Linked DNA regions of Mus musculus: region 1 is linked to region 2. Evidence: chromatin contacts called from public Hi-C data. All regions are on one chromosome and are shown on one strand. The core of a region is the stretch at or near the end of the contact, and the rest is flanking DNA. Distances in the headings are between cores, read along the strand shown.

What was found. A called contact is a pair of places that touch in the nucleus more often than the background predicts.
Region 1: a contact with region 2 is called in a Hi-C map of epidermal suprabasal cells, with 4 times the contacts expected there. The contact joins the promoter of 9230102O04Rik here to the enhancer-like site in region 2. A contact is called at or near these places in 9 of 39 promoter capture datasets (the 3T3-L1 cell line, 3T3-L1-derived adipocytes, cranial neural crest and 4 more), 3 of 484 Hi-C or Micro-C datasets (the HPC-7 cell line, epidermal suprabasal cells and group 2 innate lymphoid cells), 9 of 115 datasets of contacts at active chromatin or transcription factors (the SCID.adh cell line, T-cell acute lymphoblastic leukemia, craniofacial prominence and 6 more) and 4 of 9 other capture datasets (adipose tissue, embryonic stem cells, liver and 1 more).

The regions. Positions count from the first base shown.
Region 1 is chr2:9,887,197-9,891,181 of GRCm38.p6, reverse strand. It overlaps 9230102O04Rik (RIKEN cDNA 9230102O04 gene), which reads left to right and starts at 1,642. Exons shown (of 4, transcript NR_040511.1): 1 at 1,642-1,970; 2 at 3,515-3,591. It also overlaps a transcript of Gata3 not described here.
Region 2 is chr2:9,284,662-9,288,313 of GRCm38.p6, reverse strand. No RefSeq gene overlaps it. Among named protein-coding and RNA genes, the nearest start is that of Gm13219, 66 kb to the left of the region's middle. Within about 2 kb of position 2,268, at least 5 of the 459 cell types and tissues checked have an H3K27ac peak or open chromatin away from gene starts, as enhancers often do. A contact at or near this core is called in epidermal suprabasal cells and group 2 innate lymphoid cells, where this site is marked.

The DNA.
Region 1 (3,985 bases), core at 393-2,892, 600 kb before region 2:
GAACCATCCACAGCCAATATGTATCCCCAGGCCCAGGGTTCCACACTGTCTCCCTCGGTAGCTCAGCTCACAGTCCTCACCAGTGAGGAATGACCTCTGTCTCTTGGTCCCATTTCTACCCCAAACAGAAATGAAATAGTTCAGATCAGCAATTATTCCATGGTTCAGTGGTTATTCCGTGCAAGAGAAGTGGAGTCAGAAAAACCCGAGGTAGCTGGACTAGAAAGGGCACAGGTGCAAGCAACCAACAGGGAAGTCTTTATGTCTCCGTGGCTGTGAACTGGCCTGTGTCTTTGTGATCTATGTGTCCAGAGAACACACAAACATCCTCAATGAAAACACTCCCTAAAATTAGTGATGGGACCGTCCTGTTCTCAGGGCAGCTTCCAGCAACCCTGGCGTGAACTACTGTTATCACCACTGAATGAGGCAATGTCATTTCTTGTCACACACACACACACACACACACACACACACACACACACACAGAGAGAGAGAGAGAGAGAGAGAGAGAGAGACAGACAGACAGACAGACAGACAGAGACAGAGAGACAGACAGACAGAGACAGAGACAAAGAGAGAGACAGAGACAGAAATTGAAATTTCAACCGGAAAGCAACTCCGTTGTAAAATCAGACAGCGACTCGTGGTTTCTTAGAGCACTATCCTTGTACTGTGCTCAGGCGATGTCCAGTAATCAGGAATAAATGCCTCAGAGCCTTTCCCTCACTTCCCCCTTCATCTCCACTTTTTGTTTTCCTTTTCGACACAGGGGTTCTCAGTCCTGCTTTGTACACCAGGCTGACCAGCTAGAGACCCACCTGCCTCTGCCTCCGGAGTGCTGAGGACAGGGCAATCTATTAAAGGGGTGCTACTGCGCTGGACCCTCTCTCTTTACCTCATTCCCTTCCCACTTCAATACTCCCCCCCCCCGCCCCCCAACTCCCCTGTCCACCCTTCTGTCTGTTAAGAGAATCAGATCATGCCTTTAGCCCCAGCCAGACCACTGTAGTTCTTAGGATTTTCTTTTTTAGCCTCCAAGTTTCTTTGGAAGCCCAACTTCCTCCAGTTAAGACTTTTGGGAGCAATGACGGGGTTGGGGGTGGGGCACGCGACCGCATTTTCACAGCTCTTTACGTTTTAGAGCAGTGTTCAATCCGGAGCCGGTGTCGGCAGAAGGGAAGGAGCGCGGCGAGGCCGGCAGAGCAGACCCGAGGAGACCTGGGGGACAGAAGGTGCTCGCGAGGGAGCTTTAGTAAGAGGAGTGGGAGAGGGAAGAAAGTCTGCTTTGGTTCGGAAGTGCCCCTATAGGACGTACATTCTAAGGAAAAAGAGGCTTTCAAATTGGAGGCGAACTTGTTGAAGGTAAGGAGAAAGAGGAGGAGGGACAGCAGGGACCTTAAAGGGGGACAAGAAGCATTGAATGGGAAGTGAATGGGAAGCATGGGGAAACCGTAAAAAGCCCCACCCGCCCGCGAGACCCAGAAGTGAGATCTAGATACCGCTGGGTGCAGGGGATTGGGAGGATCAACTGTTGTAGTCACGTGGGCACATGCGTGCCTCTCTGGTCTCTGCTCCAGCCCCCATCCAGTCGCGCGTAAGGAGGAAGGGTACTTGTGTCTCTTACGCTTCCCGGAAGCCAGTCACATCTTCCCAGGACCCACGGCTTTCCTGGACAGTTCATAGGGTGCATTAGGGCAACAGGTTGGGCATAGGTTGTTAAGAGCATGGCTCCAGCCTAGTCCTCACAGCTTACTGGAGAGTGTGACTCTGCCACTTGGTGGCGGAGAGCTGGAGCGACAGGGCTGGGGACTGGCAGGATTGCTTTGGCGAAGATGGTTCTTCCGGGTTCCCCAATGGACCAGAAGATCCCCTTCTTTCCTTTTGCCAGATTGGCAAATGGTGTTCTCAGCTTGCTCCACTCTTGGGTTCATCGCACCCCAGAGGACGCCCCGCCGAGGCGCAGACGGGTTGGTGTCTAAATGGAAAGAATTTCAGGTTTGTGGAGGTAGAGACAGGTCGCTGACAGTATCTAGGAGAAAAGCGTGCCTATCCTGGTATCACCCACTCTGCAACGTGACATCCATCACCCGGTAGCTCTCGCCACTCCACGGGTGCCGACTAACACTTTCGGGACTCCCAGCTTCTCCTTTCTCCTCTGTCTTCCGCCCCACCTCAACAGTTCCGTAGGCTCTGACCGGTCTCCTTCTCCCAGGAGTTGACCACCCCAAAGCTGAACACTGAGTCACCTCTTTCTACCCAACCGGTTGGAGCAGCCCCAACTTATTGACTTCATGGTTCAGCCACGGACAAAACTTTGTTTTATTTCTCCCCAAGGATATATTTATTTTAAAAGTCAGCCTCCATATTTTTTTTGCAAAAATATTGTGAAGGGAAAATTCAACCTGCCAAAACAAATGGACCCTGACCCTTTTCTACCTCGGTGTTTGAAGGGTTTCATTTCACTCTAGCTGAAATGTACTCGTGGTAGATTCTCTTGGTACATGATTCAGATGCCCTTGCTATTGGATGGGAATGGGAAGGTGTGTGTGTGTGTGTGTGTGTGTGTGTGTGTGTGTTTACTCCAAGCAGGACACTGCAGTTATCTGGGTCCTGGGTAGGGCAAACAGCTTCATTTCCTTTATAGAATTTTCCCTTGACTGCTTCTAGTTCCTGTTTTTATTTTTTTATTTTTCTCCTCAAAAATAAAATTTCCTCATGAAATAATTTAAGACAATTGGGACCCATAGGATCCTTTTAACTCTGATGAATATTCTTCTATGCCTGGATTAGACAGCAGCAATCAAGTCCAGCCAAAAACATTCAAATTCTATTTTACTAATCCCGACTAAAGGGTGGTGGTGGCCGCTGCAGCAGTGGTGTGAAGTAAAGGCAAAGAGACTACTTTTGGGAATGGGGGTGCCCGTATAAACCCAAACCTTGAGAGAAAGAAAACACTTTTGAAGGCTTACTAGTTTGTTAGCTCTTCATACGATGTTCACTCCTGACCGTGCCCATAGAACCTCTTATTGAACCATTTGTTCAAAAGTGAGAAGAAAATGCTTCAAACACGTTTGTGCCTATGATAATGGCCCATTCCACAGGGCAGTGTCATTTATAGTGTTAATTCCAACCCGGTCTGGAGACAGTGGGCTGGCTTTGTAGGCACCAGGAGCAGGTCACATTTCAGGCAATGTTTCTTGCCCACCCGGTCCAACTCAGTTTCACACACCTCTGATGTGCGGTTTGTGTGTTTGCAAAAGGGGATGGTATTCATTCCCTCCCTCCCCCTCCTTCTTTCCTCCTCCCCCCTCCTCCTACCCCTTTGCAACCCGGAAGAGCTCTGCTGTCTACACTGAGCCAAGGGAGGCAGAGGGGAGGGGGCTCTTAGCAAGGATTCACATCAGCCAGGTTTTACCTCTGGCTGGAAGCCTGGCTGAGATGCAGTGAAGCAGCCGCCGCTGCTGTGGGAGCGTCAGCAACAGTGAAGTCTGCCTGTCATTTCTACCTTCAGATCTCCAGCAAGGCGGGTGGAAAAAAAACAAAAAAACAAAAACCAAACCAGCTGGCCTTCAGGAGAGAGCTGCCCTGGTCAGTGAGTACATAGCTATCTCCTTTTCCTCTGTTATCCTTCTCCTTGATTCCCATGGCGAGAATTAAGAGGAGGTCTCCGCCATGGGGATAGCTGCCTCTGAAAGAAAGTGAACCAGACCCCAGCCCTTTATTGTTCTTTCTGGGCACTGGAAGTCTTTGGCTTTCTGCAGTGACCTTGGGTGATCATGGTGTGGAAGTGTGTGGATGCCCTTGTTTGGAAGAAGGAGCTAGCAGAACTTGGGGTGCAAAGAAAAACTGAATGGGGGGTAATAAGAGCTGCTAGAATGCTTGGGAAGAGCTCTGCGTAGATGCTTTTCACTGTCAGGAGAACAGGACATTAGAGGAGCTAGCCCATCTACCCAGGACAGAGCATTCTCTAAAGGTGGCTGCA
Region 2 (3,652 bases), core at 1,019-3,518:
AATTAAAAACCTATTATGTACAGAGTAAAAACTATATGAAATCCAATGTTGAATTCAAAGGTGCTTTGGTAAAGGCAATGCTCTTACAAGTGAAACATGCATCATAGAGCAAGCTGGTGGCCAGAACAGAGCCAATTGAGGGTCTGCTGGGCTGGTGCTTCGTCACACATTCAGTTTTTTTTTTCCCCTTGCACGGTCGACTATGGCCAAGCAGAGTGTCTTCTCCAGTTTCTGGCAAGAGACTGCTGTGAACTATCACCAGCTTTAGCAATGGGAACTTTCTGTTCTATCGTTATATACATACAAAAATGTAAGATTGGGCAAGCCGATAAACCTTTTGTGTACATAATTAATAACTCACACTTGAACTTCTGTATCTCATTAGAGGTGGTTGTCTCACCTTTAACTAGAGAAGACACGCTTTATTTTTGTAGTGCTCTGCCCTATTATGTTCAACAATAATAATTCACAGTGACAGATGTAATCCACCAAACTCATTATTTTCAACCCCGATCCATTTATTTTGCATTACCAATACAGTGTTGATGCCTATCGTTCCCTGGACTGGAGTGCTTGATGAAATGTTTTATTGCAATATGTCAGAGTCTAAATAATTAACGGCAGGAGGAAGGCTGAAGCCTTCCAAAAGTTACTGTGTGCCTTATAAAGTGCGTAATGCACCCTGAACTCAGGAGATCTGGCCTTAGAGATGTGGTTTTGATAAGATAGTTATTTCTGGGTTAGGAATGGAGCATATCTTTTACAGAGAGTCACGTCTCTTTGAAGATTCAATATATGGATATTTTATATATACTCATATTCTCAGTTTATCAAGGAGAAAAATAAGCACTTTGGCATCGCTTTTCTTTGGGGGAGCTAAAAATCTGCTGTGAAAAATAACACTCATAATTTAACATGTTGTCCTATAAAAACAGTGTACTTTCTATGATTTATATTCCATCAAAATTCTGGGGTGGAACAGAAGGACATTGTCATCTGATAGGCCAAGTAGGGCTGTGTGACTTTTCTTTGACTTTAAAGGAATTGTGGGGAAGTCTGAATTGCAGTTATTCAACCTTGAAGGGAGAGAAACTAAATGAAACACCTGTTTTTCTGATTACTGTGCCACAAGGCCTTTTAATTAGTTTGTGGAAATAGAAGTTTTAGTTATTGAAGCATATGGTTATTTTCCCCCAAGAAAATGGACATGTGACTACACACCATTAATTTGTGATTATTATTAAACTAAGAAGGCAATTTAAGCGATTGTATATTAATAGATGTATTTTCTAGGCTAGAAAAGAGCTGGAGAATAAAACAGGAGAATATTTCACATAAAAATTCTAGTCTGACAGTAGTAGCGCCTTTGGGTGTCTCCATCATGGCGCTCAGAGGGTCAGTTAGTTGCTCTGAATGAAAATGCTAAACTTATTTTATGGATATTCTCTCTCTTAATCACATGGGACACCTCTTTTAAAACTGCAGAAAGTAAGCGAGTGTGAGAAACAATGACAGTGTAATGAAAACGGCCAGGGTCCTCAGCACGGTGAATTACCGCCACACCTCCGTTGTTTTCAGTGTGCGGAAATGCAAAACTCTTCTTAAAATGTTCTAATGCTTTAATGGGGAAATTAAAAGCAATCCACGGACTTGTCAAGGAATCCTTTCATTAGTTAAGATGTCATCACAAGGTCACCTTAAGGTTTTCTAGTCTGGCCTATCATGATAGATGAGAGAAATATTTGGTTAGCTTCTGATCGCTTCCTAGACAATCCTTGGACACAGTGCTGAGAAATAGGTCTCTGTGGGGCAAATAGGGTACCTAGTATGTAGTTCTGATATCTGAAAGCCGACAACTCACAGTTGTTGACCCTGGACCCGGGCATGAGATGAATGAGCTCAGCCACATTCATGACCACAGCTTGCCTGCGTCCTCTTCTCTTCCAGGCCAGACTTTACTCTGTGCATGATGAGCAGCTGATAAAGACTTAATCAATGGGAAGGGTTTTGTTCAATGACTCCATGGTAATGAATCAAACAAGCATGTGCAATAATTTAAATGTGAAGGAAGACCCCACACCAGAGGCATCTTGAGTAAAAAATCACGAGAAACTGCAAATAAACAAGTGTTCACAGAGGCAGCTGTGACTCAACTGTTGTGAAATGTGAATTTCTCTCATTGTTTATATCTAAATATGAAGCATACCTGGCAACGGCATAGGATGGAACATGCCTTCTCATTTTGCCATATAATTTACACCCTGTATTTGGCTGACAGCGCTGATTACAAAATCAGACTGCAATAGGAGAGCAGAGCAAACGGATTTCCACACCTATGGCATGAGGCTGGGTTTGTTTTGATTAAAGTCATAATTGTGATCCAATTTCATAATGTTGATCACAATTTCATCTCCCGTGCCTGCAAGGAGAGGAAAATATACGAGGGGGTACAGCAAAGTGCAAACTCATTAAAAAAACGTCTGCGAGACATTGTGATCATTACAGTGCAGGCCGAGGTGTGGTGGTGTGTTTAATTACGTGAAGTTTTGTGAAGCATTAGTGAACTTTGCCCCAATGGTACAAACTTGGGCAAGGTATTGTTTTCAAGCTTATATTTAATGGGGCATTTTGAATGGATCAAATAGAAAAATATCATGAAAATATATGCCTTACATAATGTTTTGCTGAGGAAAAGGTATTACTGTAAGAAGACAAACTCAGCCTTACCAATTAAATTATTTTTAAAATTTGTTCAATTTTTAAATTAGCAAGCATAGTAGTAGGTTTCATTACATCAGTTTCATAGAGGAGTTGCTATCCTCTATTCAGTCCTGGAATGGCAAACATGTTTGTGATTAGGTGTTTAAAACGATTGGGACATTTTTCCTTTGGTGTCAAATAAATTCTTAGAAGATGATTGGTGTTATAGTGAACTTGTGTATGTGTCTATGGGGGGGGAGTATATTTATATGAACATATAATTATGCAATTTCATGATCCCTTATGTAGAAGCTAGGGGAAAACATGGGTTGTTTTCAACTCTAGGTCTGCAGCATATTACCTTGAGACAGGATCTCTCATTCAGCCAGAAAGATCCCTGTTACCACTCTGCTGACTGGCCCCTAAGCTCTTGGGATTCTCCTTACCCTGGGATTCCCCCTTCCCTGTGGTTAGAGGACTGGGCAGCCACGCCTGACCTATCATGTGATGCTGAAGAGTGAGATTTGGGTCCTCAAACATGAGCAGTAGGTGCTCTTACTCTCTCTGGCCTCAGATGGTTTTTTTTTTTTATTTTTAATGATGCTACTGCATGTAGATTTATTTTCAGGTAATTTTTAAGTTAGTGAAAAAAATAAGGTCGAGAAGTATCAAATTTCAACAAAATATGCTACCTCATGTTATTTCACTTATTATTTTAATTGGAGTCCTATATGCCGCTGCATATGAGCTTGAGTAAGTTACGCATCTTTCTCTAGCAACCTAAACATGTGGCCTGAGAATTATCCTCAGAGTTTCCACTAAAAGAGAATTGCACATGTTCATAAAAAATATTTAAACCAAATTTGCTCCCAGTTTGGACCAGGCCTTGTCATTTGAGATGTATTTAGAATAATCTTGCTTTTAAAAAATAGTTCAGTAAGTCAGTAATATG